2 separate regions of the Mus musculus genome follow, and region 1 is linked to region 2. The links are chromatin contacts, called in public HiChIP or PLAC-seq maps. All regions are on one chromosome and are shown on one strand. Each heading gives the region's core, a stretch centred on a gene start, on an enhancer-like site or on the middle of the called end of the contact. The rest is flanking DNA. Distances are from core to core; before and after follow the strand shown. Region 1 overlaps Plekha5 (pleckstrin homology domain containing, family A member 5). Region 2 has its middle 77 kb from the start of Gm38917.

Region 1 (5,199 bases), core at 2,267-4,766, 370 kb after region 2:
TAAACCATAAAGTTTTCTGAAACCTTGGGAGGTTTTAAGTATACTGATAATGCCATCACAAATCTCCTTTAAAATGACGATGATTTTGATTTTAGGAGCTGGAACGAGCCTGGAGAGAATATGACAAGTTGGAATATGATGTGACTGTTACCAGGGACCAGATGCAGGGTCAGCTCGACCGCCTTGGAGAAGTGCAGGTAGGAAAGGCTTGTAGTCTACCTCTGTAGCCTTCCCAGGCTCAGGCTGTTGGCCTCTGCGGATACACAGTGGAGTGTCTTCAGTGACAGGACTCTCACTCTCCCACCATGTTCCCCGTCTCCTCTATAAAACCTTTGCATCTTACGGGACCCTGGTGAACCCTGAAGCATTTGTGCTTCTTTGTGTTTAGTGCAGTTCCCTCAGCGCTCTCAGTACTTAGCTCTCTCTCAGTACTGTGTGCTCAGTCCTTAGCTCAACTCTCAGCACTTACTATAAATTAGGTTCAGATTCTTCGCATGTCATTCTGTGACTGCTAACACACAGTTGTTTATTATATGCACTATTTTTTTCCTCTAATAGTATCTTACTTGTAGCTCTTGCATACTAAGGTAATAAATATGCCCATCAGACCTAGTTGTCAGATAATATTTATTTTTAAATATAATATTCTTCTTGGGACTAGAGCACTTAAGAGCACTTGCTGCCCTTCCAGAGACCCCGTATTGAAGAGCTCACAACCACTTATAACGCTAAGTCCAGGGGATCCATTCCTGTCCTTCAGCCTCTGAGGTTCCCCACATACGTGGCACACACTGTCTCGCTGTTTGTTCTATTACTGCTACAAGGAGACACTGTGACCAAGGCAAACTATTCTAAAAAGAAAGTATTTAACTGGGGGCTTGCTTACAGTTTCAGATGGTTAGTCCCTGACAGCCACAGGCAGAAAAGAGACACTGAGCCCGCTGTGGCCCTTGAAACCCCACAGCCCACCCACAATGACACACCTCCTCCAACAAGGACACACCCCCTCAGCCTTCCCAAGCAGTTTGATTCTCTGGTGATTAAGCATTCAAATATATGAGCTTATGTTGGCCATTTTCATTCAAACCACCACCATACACACCCACACAAAATATAACTAAACCTTAAAACATGAAACTTGTACAAATTTTAGGTTGCCAAAAACATGTATCTGTACAGACTTTATACTCTACAGGCATGCAAGTTTCTGGCTTGCATGGTTAATCTTCTCTCCCTGTCTGTCGTTTTTCTCCTGAGCTTTCACTCCTGAGTCCTTCTGTGTGCTTTGTAATACTTGAGGCATTGACAGGTTTCAGGCAAATAGACACTGAGAACAGACCTGTAACCAGGAAGGATGGTAAACAGCTGCAGTCCCAGAGTTCAGCAGGCAGGCAGAGCCAGAGCTTAGGCTCCAAACAGTTCCAGGCCAGCAGGGCTGCTTAGTGAGATACTCCCTGTCTGAGTTTGGGTTTTATTGCTGTGAAGAGACACCATGGCCAAGGCAGCTCTTATGAAGGACATCATTTAATTGGGGTTTACATTTCAGAGTTCAGTACATTATCATGGCAGGAAACAAGGCAGGGTGCAAGCCAACTTGATGCTGGAGAAGGTGCTGAGAGTTCTATATCTTGATCTGAAGGCAGCCAGGAGAGACTGAATTCTGCAGACAGTCAGGAGGGGACTCTCTTCCTCACTGGTCAGAACTTGAGCACTAAGAGCCATCAGAGCCCACAACAGTGACACACTTCCTCAACAAGTTAGAGGACTTATGTTATTGTGGGTGGGCTTTGGGGCTTCAAAAGCCACAGCGGGGGCTGGAGAGAAGACTCTGGTTAAGAGCACTGGCTGCTCTTCCAGAGGTCCTGAGTTCAACTCCCAGCAACCACATGGTGGCTCACAACCATCTATAATGGGATTTGATGCTCTCTTCTAGTCTGTCTGAAGACAGCGCCAGTGTACCCACATCCATGAGATAAATAAATATAAAAAAAGAAGCAGCAGCAGCAGCCACAGCAGGCTCAGTGTGACTGTCAGGCACTACTTCAGCACTGTGCCTGTCTGTATCCAGCCATGATAGTCAGGGACTAACCATCGGAAACTGTAAGCAAGTCCCCAGTCAAGTACTTTCTTTTTAGAAGAGTTTGCCCCCCAAAGCAAGCCACCAGGCAGCATTGGTTCTCACCACCCAGCGCTCAGGAGGCAGAGGTAGGTGGATCTCTGTGAGTTTTGGGTTTGGGGTCAGCCGGAGTTACACAGAGAAACCCTGTCTCAGAAAAAAATAAGATAGGAAGAGTTTGGCTGTGGCCATGGTGTTCCCTCTCTCACAGCAACAGGACATTGTATGTGGACAGTGTGTGCCACATGTGTGGATACCTCAGAGGTCATGGACCCTGGACTTTGTGTAACAGGTGGTTGTGAGCTACTAACGTGTGGTTTTTGGAAGGACAGCAAGCTCTCTTAAGTGCTAAGCTATCATTCCAGCCCCAAGACAAATGGATTTCCCTGCAAGGGTCATATAAGTATAACAGAGTCTTGAAACTGTGTGGTTTTAACTTAAAGCATGATACAAAATGTTTAAATAAGAAAGCATGATACAGAATGTAGGCCAGGTAGTGGTGGCGCACACCTTTAATCCCAGCACTTGGGAGGCAGAGGCAAGAGGATTTCTGAGTTCGAGACCAGCCTGGTCTACAAAGTGAGTTCCAGGACAGCCAGGGCTACACAGAGAAACCCTGTCTTGAAAAACCAAAAAAAAAAAAAAAAAGAAGAAGAAGAAGAAGAAGAAAGTGAATGTACCAGAATAGAGTAAAAGTGGCTGGGATGAAATGTTTGTATTGGAAACACACTTACTTACTTCCGTCAATCAAGTGGGGATTGTTTGTTTTTTTTTTTTTGTTTTGTTTTTTTTAGAATTAATTGTTTTTATTAGGTATTTTCCTCATTTACATTTCCAATGCTATCCAAAAAGTCCCCAACACACTCCCCCCCCCACTCCCCCACCCACCCACTCCCACTCCTTGGCCCTGGCGTTCCCCTGTACTGGGGCATATAAAGTTTGCAAGTCCAATGGGCCTCTCTTTGCAGTGATGGCCGACTAGGCCATCTTTTGATACATATGCAGCTAGAGTCAAGAGCTCCGAGGTACTGGTTAGTTCATAATGTTGTTCCACCTATAGGGTTGCAGATCCCTTTAGCTCCTTGGTTACTTTCTCTAGCTCCTCCATTGAGGGCCCTGTGACCCATCCAATAGCTGACTGTGAGCATCCACTTCTGTGTTTGCTAGGCCCCGGCATAGTCTCACAAGAGACAGCTACATCTGGGTCCTTTCGATAAAATCTTGCTAGTGTATGCAATGGTGTCAGCGTTTGGAAGCTGATTATGGGGGATTGTTTTTTATGTTTTAGAATTTAGGAAGTAGTGCAGGAGCCCTGATCCTCAGAACATGTCCCATGCCTGTCAGTGAACCATGAAACCACAAGTAATACAGTGCCTTCCCTCCCTGTACAGGAAGGTTGGGAGGAGGTGATGGGGCATAAGTGTCCTCAGCTCTGCTCCTGGGCTGCGCACGCCCACGCCTGCAGCAGCAGCTGTAACTGAGCAGCAGTTACACGGTAGTGACTCTTTCTTAAATCCAGCGCTGCTGCTGTGCGAGAGCCTTGTGCATGCAGGACAAATGACTTCCTGCCACTGATCTGCAGCCCACCGTTGGCTTGGCTGTATGTGAAACCAGAGAAAGTGATCTGTAGCCGAGGTAGCCCATGGAGAACTCCTTGGCTTTCCTTCTCTTCTCCCGAGCTCGGGCCAGCCTCCAGGCCTTCCTGCCGTGATGGACATGCACAGCTTTACTGGTTTTTGTTTGTTTGTTTGTTTGGGGGTTTTTTGGGATTTTTTGTTTTGTTTTTTGAGACAGGGTTTCTCTGTATAGCCCTGGCTGTCCTGGAGCTCACTTTGTAGACCAGGCTGGCCTTGAACTCAGAAATCAGCCTACCTCTGCCTCCTGAGTGCTGGGATTAAAGGTGTGCACTACCACGCCTGGCACAGCTTTACTGTTTGCCTCGTGTGTGTTACGCTAAATACCCTGGGACTTAGCCCTCGGCCGCTCTAATTGTTTATTTATGACTAGTAGAACTTATAAGGTTGACGGTTTTCGTAAGTTGTTATTGAGTTAGTTATTTTCCTGTTGCTGTCATAGAAAACCCTAACAAAAAGCAACTTAGTGGAGAAAGGGTTTCTTCTGGCCCTCTGCCTTGGTTCCATCACGGCAGGAAGGCCTGGAGGCTGGCCAGAGCTCGGGAGGGAGAGAACGAGGACGGGCCCAGCTGTAAAGCATCAACGCTCCCACCCAGTGTGGACTGCCTTTATCAAGGCCCCGCCAGCAGACACCCAGGGTTCAAATGCATGAGTCCACGGGCCTGCCCCACGCAAGCACTACAGTGATCTGTCGTCTTTGCTGATAGAGTGAGTCGGCAGGAATTCAACGGGCACAGATTCAAAAGGAGCTCTGGAGAATTCAAGATGTCATGGAGGGGTTGAGCAAACACAAACAGCAAAGAGGCTCTTCAGAAACAGGTGGGTCAGCTCTGCACAGCGGTGTCTAAATGGAAAGATGGCGTTACATTTGCACCTCAATAGAGTCTATCACCAGAAACCAGCCCTCTGAGCCACTGAATGGTACATAACTTAATAAACCAAAAGCAGCAATTCTGGCAGCCACCGCCACACAAACCCTGACCTGAGTGAGTGAAGCTGAAGGGACTTCAGCGACTCTCCCCTTCTGAGTCTTCCTAGTGTGGGGACAAAAACGGAAGTGATCCTACACCCCTTTTTCTCAATTTGCTCCCCCCACTTTTAAAATTTTTTATTTATTTAATGTGAGTGCTCTGCTGCATATACATCTGCAGGCCAGAAGAGGGCATCAGATCTCATTACAGATGGCTGTGAGCCACCATGTGGTTGCTAGGAATTGAACTCAGGACCTCTGGAAAAGCAACCGGTGCTCTTAACCTCTGAGCCATCTCTCCAGCTCTGCTTCCCGGCTACCTTTTAATAAATCTTTTATTTATATTTTGAAAGTTTCATTCATGTATGTGGCATATCAACATATGTCAACATCACCTTCTTGTCTTTTCTTGGTTCTAACCAATGAGTGCAGTTCCTGCTACCATTACCATGGTAACTGATCTTGTTGGCTTTCCCCGC
Region 2 (5,134 bases), core at 1,974-4,473:
ACAAGTTTTATACTATCAGATACATTAGAATAAGTTGAATATCCCTTATCTAAGAAATACTTGAAAGTATGTAATAGTTGGTTGCCGCAGTCTCCGACCCAAAGAGACAAGAAGGACATGGACACCAAGTCGGGTTCACGCAGCAGCTTCTTTTTTTACTTGCAGCTTTTTCACTTACAGCTCTCTCCACTCAGGGCAAGGGCTATTCTCCTATATCCCCGGCGACTGACCTCATCTCACTCCACACCACCTCATCCAATCAGAATCACACACGCTCCAGGCACGAGCTCAGGTTGGTCACAGATAGGCTGACAGATCCGGATCACGACGAATAGTCTAGCTTGGCAGGCAGCTTACCCATGCAGTTTCAACTGCGCATGTTCGGGCAAGGCAGTAAACATGTGGGTTTCATGGGGCCTGGCAATGGGCCAGGGTGCCATCTAGGCCCAATGGGCCACACCCACTTCCTGAAGTTGGTTGTTTTGTTTTGTTTTCAATTTTGGAGCATATACATGCATCTTGAGATATACTAGGGACCCATACTGATCTAAACATGAAATATATTTGCACTCCAGAAACACCTTATACATGTAACCTACATGTAATTTTTCTTTACCAAAAAAAATTAATATCTCTTAGTGCACAGCCTGCATTTTGATTGCTATCTGTCACATGATACAAGGTTGCATTTTTCCCACCAAGTTTCAGATTTTGGATCATTTCAGATTTTGGATTAGATACACCCAACCAACGGATACGGTTTGCTGCCCTATTAGCTTTAAGCATCAACCTGACCCAGCCTAGAATCATCTGAAAGAACATCCATTGAGGCATGTCTGTGGGGGGATGGTCTTGATGGCTACATGATGTATGAAGGTCCAGGCTCTCACCATTCCCTGGGCAGGTAGTTCCAGCCATACCAGAAAGCTCACTGGGATCTTGAGATGGCTTGGCAGTTAAGTCATTGCTCTTGCAGAGGACCTGGCTTCAGTTCCCAGCAGCCACACTGTCACTGACAACTGCCTTTAACTCCATTTCCCGGGGATTCAACACCCTCTACTGGTTTCCATGAGTACTGCCACATCTGGTCCATATAGATCCATGCAAGCAGAACACTTATGCATAGAATTTTTTTAATTACTATAAAGAAAAATAACTAAGCATGAGCTTGTGGGGGGAAGCAGCAGGCCGCATTCCATCACAGTTCCTGTTCCAGATTCCTACCACGAGCTCCTTCCCTGACTCCCTGCCATGCTGAACATGACCAAAGGCACAAGCCAAACAAACCCTTGCATCCCTCAGTTCCTTTTGGCAATGACCTTTGTCACTACTGCGGAATAAAACTAGAACAATGACCAATGAAAGTGAAAAGAAAATTCCCCTCTAGTAACAAATATCTAGTAATGAACAAAGATTGCGTTTGAACCTCAACTTCTTTCATAGCTCAAGCCTCACAATTTCTGAAGCAGTGTCAATATAGCATCTTTATGCTTTCTTTAGACTACTGCGTTACATATGTAAGGTGCTTCCTGGAGGAAAATGGAGCATCCTTAAAGTGCCTGGCCCACTCAAACCTCCTCTTCTATTGCCCATGCAAAGCACGGAGCTAAGATAGAAAGCTCTGCATTAATTTCAGTAAGTCAGAAGGGACTTGGCTCTAATCCTAGTGGGAGCTGCGTGCAAATCCCTGGACATCAAAATACCCTTGACTGGGTTGCCTTTTAATTTAGGAGTTTACTAGAGCCTACAGCTATACTGCTGGAGTCTGTGATAGTGTCAGATCCCATAAATGAAGTGTGGAAGACTTGGTTAGCAGCCTGGATAGAATGCCAAAGAATGCCCTCGGGATGTGGTAATTCGGAACTCAAGGTAACAGTCATTTCTTCAAGCCAGTAGTAAATCAGAGCCCTGTCATGGTGTCTGCAGGGCTGCAGTGTGCTCTGAGTTGTGCCATTGGTTCCTCGGGCTGTTTACACAGCTCTTTCCTCTGGCATATTCAGGGCAACTGCAAGGACAATAAGCTATAGCTGCCATGTCAAATTTGCTTGCAAACAAGACTGCCTGGCATGCTGCCACCACCCAGAGTTTCCTTCAGACCTCTTCCTGGTTGGCAAGAAGACCTAGAGATGGAACAGAGCAGAGTCCACAAGCATACACTCCTGGCTGAGGATCTATTGATAGTTGATGGCTTCTCCAGGAGGCAGTCAGTTGTCTTTACAAGTGTGGCCCCTGGCCCATCACCCAACTCCAGTGAATACCAATGAATAGTCACACACCCAAGGAAAAGAATATATATATATATATATATATATATATATATATATATATATATATAATTTGTATATATATATATATATAGTACAAATGAGACTCGTCAGGTTAGATACTTTTTAAAAAAGAGGAGATACCAAGATGGGAGCAGGCAAGAGGTGGATCTGGGGGGAGTTAGGGAGAGGGGTGAAGGTAAATATGAAAATACATTGTATGCATGTATGAGATTCTCAAGGAATTAACGAAATGTTACAGTATAGTATATTTTGTAAAGAGCCTAGAGAAAGAGGGATGACCATGAAGCTCACCCAACTCAGTTCTGGAGAGCTCGTGACAGGGATAACCGAGAAATGGATAACGGGGCACAGCTGTCTCCAGCTTCTGCCCGTGTGTTTCTCATCCTCTAAGAATGCGGAGCCAACTGTCAGTCCAGTGTTCTCAGTCAGTAGTGAGACGACACTCAGCGTGCTCTAGCCTGGCCATCCATCGCCGTGACAGGGTTGTCTCATGAGCACGTGGATGAGAAACACTCCCAAGCTCATAGCTGAGGGCCGCTACCATCTCACTGCCGCCACAGACAGGCGTACAAGCAAACCTTAAGAAAATGAAGGATCGCCAGGGATGACAGCCAGGAGAGACCATGCTCACAACTGCCTGTAATTCCAGCTGCAGGGGATCCAACATGCTTGTCCGGACTCCACGGGCACGCACATGCCCACACAGACACACAATTTAAAAATAAACAAATTAGTGGAGTTGTTGTGTTTTATAAAAAGATAGAGAGAAGGGATGTGTGTGGTGGAGGTATAGTCAGGTGTGGGGGAAGGGGGTGCCTTTCCAGGCCCTTGCTGAGGCATCCCTTCCTCCTGAGGGACCAGCCATACAATGGTATAGTATAGAATAGAGTTTATTCAGGGAATAGGGAGGGGAGGGGAGAGGGGAGTAGAGGCAGAGAAAGGCAAAGAGAGGGAGAGAGTAGAGAATAGAGGCTGGCCATCAGCATATTGGGGGAGGGGAATGGAGAGAGAGTACAGGAAAAGAAAGCAAGAGAGTGAGAAGGGGGCAAGCAGCCCCTTTTACAGTGAGTCAGGCACACCTGGCTGTTGCCAGGTAACTGCGGAGGCAGGGCCTAGACTGAAAGCCAGCAGGAATTAACCTGCCTCACCTCCAACATTTAAATAGTGAAGACACCTAGAGAAAATGGCTCCTTCAGCAAGGACTGTTGGCAACCACAGCATTTTTCTTCCCCTTTACTTGGGAATGAGGTTAGTTAGTCCCCATTGCCTTACGCTAAAAAAGAAAAATTTCCATGGGGACACTAAAAATCTGCCTTAAAAAATATAAACTGCTTGCTCATTCCTACCATGAGACAATTTTTTTAAAAAATTATAGGAATGAAAGAACAGGTGAACATAGGCCAATTTCCTGTTGCTATGGCAAAGCTCCTGAGATGGAGGGCTATATATGGTAGCCTTAGCAGTTTGTCTGGGTTCTGTACGGAGCCCAAACACCATCGTTCTAGCACTCTCATGTGGATCCCTCAGTGCGCCACCAAACAGCTGAGAAGTGGAAAGGAGCCTGCTGCGCAGATAGTGAGTCAAACAGTCAGCGTAGCTTTACCTTCTAACAAACCACTCTTCTCACCCCAAGTTTTCTATTAGCACATGTTCATTACACATGTTAACGAATTTCATTGGAACATCTTCATCTGTGTATATAATGTGTTCTGATCATATTCGCAGTCCTGATTGCCTTCTTGTTCCCTCCCACTGGCTCTCTTCCTCACTAAGCCTCACTGTGTTCTCATGCGAGTTGTGTGCATGTGTGTCTACATGTGTGTGTGCATGTGTGTGCCTGTGTGTGTGTGCACACGTGCATGTGTACACCCTTGTGTGTACCCATGTGTGTGCATGCATGTGTGTGTATCGGTGCACATGCATGTGTGTTCATGTTCGCATGTGTGTGTATACCAGGATATATAACTGGAGTTACCTATACTAGTGCAAGCGAGAAGTCATTTATAGGACCATGGTACCTAACTGAAGAACATGCCTTGCCCACCTCTAGCAACTGTTTACAAATCCCAGAAGGAGCAGGACCTAGAGAGCCCCTCTTCCTCCAAGACAGGAGTGGACAAGCCCATCCTTGTGTAGGTAGTCTGCACTTTAATGAATTTAAGAGCAGAGCAGTGGTGCCAGGCCCTTACGTGGGGGTGGGGAGGAACACCTCTACCCCTCTGTTTTGCTCTTTTTCTGGATTGTCTTCTGTGATACTCCCTGAGCCTGGGAGGGAGGAACAACCCATTTTTGAAAGCCTTTATTCACTCTCTATCTTAGGTTTCTATCGACCTGATGAAACACCTTGACCAAAAGCAACTTTGTGAGGAAAGAACTTATTTGGCTTACACTTCCCCATCACAGTTAATCACTAAGAGAAAGTCAAGGCCAGAGCCTGGAGGCAGGAACTGATGTAGAGGAACACTGCTTACTGGCTTGCTCAACCTGCTTTCTTACAGCACCCAGGAGCACCAGCCCCGGGTGGGGTGGGGGGGGGGTCTCCTGGGCTCTCTGGGATCATTCATCAATGCAGAAAATGCACCACCACAGGCTTGCACACAGGCCGGTCTTGTCAGGGCGTTTTTCTCAGCTGAGTTTCCCCGTTCCAAAATGGCTCTGGCTGGTGTCAAGTTAACATAAAACTAGACAGTCCACAAGACCAACTTTAACCAAGACCCAGTAGGCCCCCTACCTCCTAAAGGTCCCGCCCCTTCTCTGAACTACCACACTAGGAGCCAAACCTCCAGTCCAAACCTTTGTGAGACACACCACATTCAAACTACAGCAGTGGAATGAACTGTTTCACT

Evidence for each region. HiChIP or PLAC-seq counts read pairs in DNA pulled down with a chosen protein or histone mark.
Region 1: an H3K27ac HiChIP or PLAC-seq map of embryonic stem cells shows a contact between it and region 2, with 9 read pairs. The contact joins two enhancer-like sites. A contact is called at or near these places in 2 of 115 datasets of contacts at active chromatin or transcription factors (both in embryonic stem cells) and 1 of 9 other capture datasets (embryonic stem cells).

Annotation. Positions count from the first base shown.
Region 1 is chr6:140,572,770-140,577,968 of GRCm38.p6, forward strand. Plekha5 (pleckstrin homology domain containing, family A member 5) reads left to right here. Exons shown (of 31, transcript NM_144920.3): 21 at 96-197; 22 at 4,458-4,569. Among named protein-coding and RNA genes, the nearest start is that of Aebp2, 48 kb to the right of the region's middle. Within about 2 kb of position 3,517, at least 32 of the 459 cell types and tissues checked have an H3K27ac peak or open chromatin away from gene starts, as enhancers often do. A contact at or near this core is called in embryonic stem cells, where this site is marked.
Region 2 is chr6:140,206,553-140,211,686 of GRCm38.p6, forward strand. No RefSeq gene overlaps it. Among named protein-coding and RNA genes, the nearest start is that of Gm38917, 77 kb to the right of the region's middle. Within about 2 kb of position 3,224, at least 23 of the 459 cell types and tissues checked have an H3K27ac peak or open chromatin away from gene starts, as enhancers often do. A contact at or near this core is called in embryonic stem cells, where this site is marked.